Linked DNA regions of Muntiacus reevesi: region 2 is linked to region 1. A link is a contact called in public Hi-C data. All regions are on one chromosome and are shown on one strand. The core of a region is the stretch at or near the end of the contact, and the rest is flanking DNA. Distances in the headings are between cores, read along the strand shown.

Evidence for each region. Hi-C and Micro-C count contacts between places; a contact is called where the count stands out from the background.
Region 2: a contact with region 1 is called in a Hi-C map of blood, with 4 times the contacts expected there. The contact joins the promoter of U2AF1 here to the promoter of WDR4 in region 1. A contact is called at or near these places in 2 of 3 Hi-C or Micro-C datasets (blood and muscle).

What each region holds. Positions count from the first base shown.
Region 1 is chr8:22,834,354-22,837,666 of mMunRee1.1, reverse strand. WDR4 (WD repeat domain 4) reads left to right here and starts at 1,964. Exons shown (of 11, transcript XM_065942532.1): 1 at 1,964-2,096. The coding sequence starts at 2,008.
Region 2 is chr8:23,007,870-23,011,527 of mMunRee1.1, reverse strand. U2AF1 (U2 small nuclear RNA auxiliary factor 1) reads left to right here and starts at 2,317. Exons shown (of 8, transcript XM_065942816.1): 1 at 2,317-2,454. The coding sequence starts at 2,411.

The DNA of each region.
Region 1 (3,313 bases), core at 715-3,214:
CATAAGATATTTATCTTTCTCTGACTTACTTCACTCATCTCTAGATCCATCCATGTTGCTTCAAATAGCATTATTTTATTCTTTTTAATGGCTTAATAATATTCGATCGTATGTATGTACCACATCTTGTCTATCCCTTTGTTGATGGACATTTAAGCTGCTTCCATGTCTTGGCTATTGTAAACACTGTTGCAGTTTGGGTATGAAAACAGTAAAGAGGTTCCTTAAAAAACTAAAAACAGAGCTATCATATGATCCTGCAATCCTACTCTTGGGCATATAACCAGAAAAAAACATGGTCCGAAAGGGTACAAGCTTCTTTTACCTTACTGCCTTTCAGGAAGACTGGCTTTCCTCAAGCGTTTTGCTTTGCCACCTTTAAGTCTGGGTGTAAATTCAAACTTGAATCAATCCAGAGGTGGGATTTGAATCAGTTATAGTTTTCTATGCCTCATGCCTATCGTAATTCCTTCACTTAATGCAGAAACAGCTGATCCTTTAAGACAACTGGGCTTCCCTGGTGGCTCAGTGGTAAAGAATCTGCCAGCAACGAAGGAGATGTGGGTTCGATCCCTGGGTGGGGAAGATCTCTGGAGAAGGAAATGGCAACCCACTCCAGTATTCTTACCTGGGAAATCCCATGGACAGAGGAACCTCTCTGGCTACAGTCCATGGCATCAGAAAGAGTCAGACGCAACTTAGCAACTTAGCACACATAAGACAATTAGTTGTTCCATTTATTTACCTAGAAAATATTAATCATGCCAGATTTTGTGGTGCAAGCTGGTGCATTGGCACCCTGCCAATTGAGTCAGCATCAGCCCCTGCTTTCGTGGCATTTGTAGTCTAGAGACAAGATATTAAGCAGATTATCAAGGGTGTAGTGCATATAAACAATGAAAAGTCAGGAAAGGCTTCCTTGATTAAGTGTTGACTGCACTGAAGTGAAACTGGGTGTCTGGAATTAACTAGGGACATAGAGATGGAGTGTGGAGAGAATGTTTCAGGTGAAAAGACTAGCGTGTGCTAAGGTCCTGTGGTTGCTATTATCACTGTGCCAATGAACCTGAACAATAGTCAAGTCTAGAGCACTGAGAATGAAGCAGACCTGGTAGGGAATGAGCCTCCAGGGTAGGCAGGAGCCAGAAAACATGCAGTCTCATAGAGCAAGATCAGGATTTGTTTTCTGTACCGAGAACAATGAGAAGCCACTTGTTGATTTTAAGCAGGAGGATGAGGTGATTGGAACTATGCTCTGAAACGTCTCTCTGGCTTTAGCACGCACTGTGGATCTGCGGGGGTGGGGGTGGGGACAAGCGCGGACGTGAGAACAGAGAGCAGAGGGGTTGCTCTGGTGTGTGGCGCGGCGGAGGCCATGGACAGGGGGAGAAGGGGCGTCCAGGAGGATTTCCGCGATCAGATGACCAATGTGGAAGATGGGGGGTGGAGAATCCCAAGAAAGCATCCAGCAAACTGGTGCTGGTGTTGCCACTCCGTGAGCATTAAGAACATTGGAAAAGAGCCCTATCCTGTGTTGAAAAACAGTAGTTCAGCAGGTTTGCTCTTCGGGTGTGTCTGGCTCAGCTCCCATCCGGCGGCTTCAGCTCTACGCCCTCCTCAGACACCACGTTCGGGACCTAGATGCGAACTCAGACCCTCTCAGCTCTTGAAGGACCAAGTAGGTACCAGACCGGCCAAGTCGCCTAGCCACAGCGCGAGAAAGATCCAGAACTAGCTCTGTGCAGTCTGGAGGAAGAAACGAACACTAAACAAGCAAACGGATTCCCTCCGAACAAAACTGATCAGCAACCAACCCTAAACTGCGCGAACGCCTGATTGCCGAAAGAAGGGAGAGAACACCTCCTGCGCAAGCCCGCCGCCGGCTCGCGCGCGGGAGCGAGTCCGCACGACGTCACCTCACGGCGTCTACGGCTGACGTCACTCCCTAGCGCCGGCCGGAAGAGGCGCTTGACGGCGCACGTGGGTGGAGGCGAGTTGGGCGGGCACATGGCGAGTTCTGCGGGGTTGGCGCTGTGCGGGCATGCGCTGGTGGTGCGGGGCGGCAGCCGGTTTCTGGCTACCTCCACTTCGAGCAGGTGAGGGGTCGTTCTGGAGCAGAAGCCTAGGTTGCGGTCATGCGCCAGGGTCTTGAGATTCCGGTTCTCCCGCCCCGCCGGGGCTGCACCTGCCTTGGAGTGACCCTAGGGAGCCCCGCTGCTCCCTGTGAGCCCTCTGGTGCCTCTTGAGCCCGGCTGCATGCCTGCACCTCGGAATGTCTGCTCTTCCTGTCCTTCTCCCAAGACCTGCTCAGGGCCCCGCGCCCTCAGCGGCGGGCCTGCGGCATTCTTTGCCGGTTCCGCTCCAGACACTTCAGGGCTCTGTGGGGTCCGGGGGACGCACTTCTCTGGGGCGTGGGAGGAAGACAGCTCTTGGCCTTTCTTGGGGAGAGGGGTTTACTCCCGGGGACCACGTTCGTCACGCTCTCTGCACTCGCTTCCCTCTCTCTTCAGCGCTGCCTGCTTCCTCATCCCAGCCCGTAGCCCTTGACCCTGCTTTGCTTACTTTCGGGGCGAGGGTCTTACCTGACACGTTCTTGCTGGAGGTTACCCCCAGAACCACAGCCGCTTTCTCCCTAGTGGCCCTTTATAAGGTTTTCTTTTTGCTTTCTCTAATTTCTCACCCCTTACCGTTCCCGGAATTTTTATATTTGTTGGTCGACTAGCCTTGATCCAGGAACCTCTTGAATATTAGCAGTGGCCAGTTTTGGTCCCGTATTTCCTTTCCCAGGGTAGTTTTGATTTTCCCAAACTTGAAACATACAGTATGTCTGTTAAATGTAAATGTGCGCTGTATTCTTTGTTCAGAGTTTGGTTTCAGAGATTCAATGAGATGTTAAGTCTAGATTTCACAGATTTATTCACAAACCTGTTGTCTGTCCCAGGTTACTTTATTTTAGAGCCGTAGCACATGCCACAGTGGGAGATGAGAAAATTAGACTCCATCTGGTTGATTCAGTTCACACCTTTTGAGGAAACCTAGTGGCTGGCTGGCAAGGTTTCTGACTTGGAGGACTGCTGCTCATCCTACACGGCAGTGCTCCAAATGAAAAGAGTTTGGCTACAGTCACTTTAAAGGCTGCGAATTAGAGCGGTGGGGTGGGGTGGGGGTGCTGCTTAGGGCCTGGTAGGGAAAGTGGGTGGCTTCTATACTGGTAAGCGCTTGGCAGGCACTGGAGCTTTTCTAAACAAGTACCCCACGTTTTAAACTTGGGTGCATAAGGCTAAATGCAAACTGATTCACATAGTCATCTTGT
Region 2 (3,658 bases), core at 1,068-3,567, 170 kb before region 1:
TTAAGATTATTGATCACCACGTTATTTTTCCCTCCAATATATAGAACAGAAGTTAATTACTGCTCTTCCCTGGATCTTACGGGCTTCCTTCATAGCTCAGTTGGTAAAGAATCTGCCTGCAATGCAGGCGACCCGGGTTCCATCCCTGGGTTGGGAAGACCCCCTGGAGAAAGGAATGGCAACCCACTCCAGTATTCTTGTCTGGAGAATTCCACGGAGAGAGAAGCCTGGTAGACTACAGTCCATATGGTTGCAGAATCAGACAGGACTAAACAACGAACACTTTCACTCACTCAAGTTTACTTAAGAAACAACCAATACAAGAGACACACATTGTCTCCCTAAGAGTAGGAAATAAGTCTCCCCTGTAAAAGGGGCAATCCTGCACCTGGAGGCAGAAGGATTCTTATCCCCAAAGATGGGGAATTTGGGGACATGAAGCTTATATAAGCAAACCTTTCTACTTCTTTAACTGGGCACCCCAAACTTAAGTCTATCAATTCCTCACAAAATCACGGCTTGTCTCAAAAAATAAAAGCTGCCTGCTTTGCCCACTTCTTGCTGTGCTTACTTGCTCAGTTGTGTCTGACTCTTTTGCAACCCCGTGAGCTGCGGCCTGCCAGGCCCCTCTGTCCATGGAATTCTTCAGGCAAGAATACTGGAGTAGGTTGCCATTCCTTTCTCCAGGGACTCTTCCCATCCCAGGGATCAAACTCCAGTCTCCTGCATTGCAAGCAGATTCTTTACCCTCTGAGCCACCAGGGAAGCCCTTGCCCACTTCTTAGGTCCCATTTCTATGGGGCCTCCGTGTGCATGAATTAGTTAAGTTTCTTCTTTTCCTGGTAATCTACCTTGAGTCAGTTTCACTATTAGTCCAGGCACCAGAACCCAAGAGGGTTGAGGGGTTATTTCACCTCCCCTAAAGTACAAATAGGACCAGAGTCCCCGCTATGACACCCACCAACCAAAAAAGCAGTTCTCAAACTGTGTTCAGAGGGAACCGAGTCCTTCTCACACCTGCTTTGAGGGCTACACAAGCACCTGATTATCATTGTTACCTTCACTCTCAAATGTGCTCCATACCAAATTTTAACACAGTAGACACTGCCAAAGCATTTCTGCCAGGATATAACTCATTTTTGTGCAGGCTTCTTCCCAGGATAAAACTTTTTGTGGCATTCTCTGTTTATGAACCTGAGACTGCAGACCTGGGTGGACAAATAAACCAGGTGTGCGTTTGCCCCAAATGCAAAACAATATCTGCAGAACTGTCAGTAGAGGCGAGACCGGCTCATCCTATGGGCCCATCAACAGGGAACTGGTTAGCCACACAGCGGAGCTCTGGGGAGCCATCAAAGTACTCAGGACTGCGACCACAGTCCTATGGAGCCATCTGTGGGATGGACCGTTAGGTGAAAAAAGAGAACGAGGAGGAAACAGTGGGTTAAAAGGAGGTGCCTCAAAAAAAAAAAGAAAGAAAAAAAAAGGATGAACTAGGAGCTCCGGAGGTGGGTAGCTCTGGGGGAAAGGACCCAGCGTCCACGCACATCTCTAACTCTCCTCGGCCCCAGCCGAGCCCCTTCCCGCAACGGCCCCTGCATTTGGCTTCTCCGTGGTCTGAATTCAGGGTTTCTATGCCGGGCATTGCTGGACGTCCCTAAACCGGTCCTAAGCCCGACACCCCTCACCGCCCTCCCCCTCCCCCCCCCCCAGCCCCCCGCACCTCTCCGTCTTGCGGGCCGGTGAGCCCGGCCCGAAGACGTGCGCTCTGCCTTCCCGGCATCGGAGCCTCTCCAAACCCGCCGGGCTTTCCCAGGGCCGGGCCCAGGCGGCGCACCTCCGGACCGGGGAGCCGGGGAGCTCCGACTCAGCTCCCCGAACAAGAGGAAGCTGAAGAACGCGTCTTCCCGGAGGAAGGGTTCGGTGGGGATCCCCCAGGGAAAGTGCGGGGAGGGGGGTCTCGCCCCGCTCACAGCCCGCGGAAACCCCCACACGGAACAGGCGCGCTCAGGGGCCGGGCCCAGGGACTGCGTGGAAAAGCCCCTCGGCCGCTGCCTCCTCCGAAGCCGCACTTTGAGCACTTGGCTTCTCTGGGCACTGCGGAACGCCGGTGGAGGTCGCGGGGCCCCAGTCGAGGGCGCTAGGAGCGTTGGCGCGGGCCCGGAGAACGTAACGAGAGCCGGGAGGTGGCGCTGGCGGGCGGCGCGCCGGCTCCACTACCGCCAGGGGAGCGCCTGACGCGCGCGCCAAGCCCCGCCCATGCGCAGACAGCGCCTCCCCTGATTGGGCAGCGCCGCCACGCTGGTGGGGCGGAATGAGCGTCGTCGCGTCCGGGTGACGTCTCCGGCGGGCGTCGGGCGGGGTCGTCGGCGTCGGCAGCGGTGTCGGCGGTGGCGGCGACGGGTGGGAAATGGCGGAGTACTTGGCCTCCATCTTCGGCACCGAGAAAGACAAGTAAGTGAGATCCGGCCGCAGGGGTTCCGGGCTGGGGAGGCGGGTGGCGCGCGGAGGAGCTCGGCGGCGGGGCCCGGGCGGCAGTGGGAGGCCCGGCGGGGGGAGGGGCAGGCTGCCCTTCCGGCCTCGGGAGCCGCGCGCCGCCGCGTGCGCCCTGGCAGGCGGGCGATGGGCCGGGCGGGCGCCGGGCTTCCGCTCGGGCAGAACGGCTTCTCCCGCCGAGGCTCCTCGGCTGCCCACCTACAGGCGACCCGTGCCCCCGGCTCTCGGAAGCCGACTTGAGTTGTGCTGAAGTTGTCAACGTTAACGATTCTCCCAAGTTTGATCTTTTAATGTCGAGTCGGGCAAGCTGTAAGACTCGCCCGCGTTAAGTCGTTAGATAATTGAGGTTCCTGTTAGGGTTTTAGGTGCTTAACAAACCTCTTGTGTGAGTTAAGCGATCATCGAATAGATCATAAGGACATTTGTTGTGAAACAGTATTTTGGAGATGACTTGTTAACTAACCGTGAAAGTCTGCTTTTAAAATACTTTCAGGTGCAATTCCAATATAAGAATAAGATGAGTGCGTTTTTAGGTTGCATACCTTCCGTAGTCAGTTGTTAGGTTGAGAGTAAAAAATATAATTTTGGTTTTGCCAGGTGTTTATTTGGGAGGATAATACTTGAAAACCTTAAGATTGAGCTGGATGTATTCTTCCAATAAATGATTAGCATCTTGGTGTTCTTCAGGGCTGTAGAGGGTCTATGTGAATATTTTTTTAACAATAAACTCATAAATTTGCCATAGCTAATGTTTCGATACAACTTTATAAAAAACTTTAAATTGTTTCTGTTTTCCAGGATGCAGTGTATCTTGTAAAATGTCGTCTTTTACACATTGTAGACTCTCCTGTGTTGTTTGGAAGAGGGGGTTATGTTTTTTCCTAGCAGAACTCATAAGACAGTCATCAGTCATATTCACCCCAGAAACACTTACTGGGTGTCAGTTCAAGGCCAGTGTCTGGGGACTCAAAAATGGGTAAAATTTGGATCTTGTTCTCAAGGAGCAAGGGGGTGCTTGTCATCCAAAGGATAACTGAGTTAAAATGAATTGAAATGCATTAAGTGCTGTGAAAGAGAGGCATGCACTGAATGCTGTGGCCCCAGAGGCAGCAGCTTGGGAAACAGGATCTTGAACAGATCAGCCAGCTCTGCTGGACAAAGA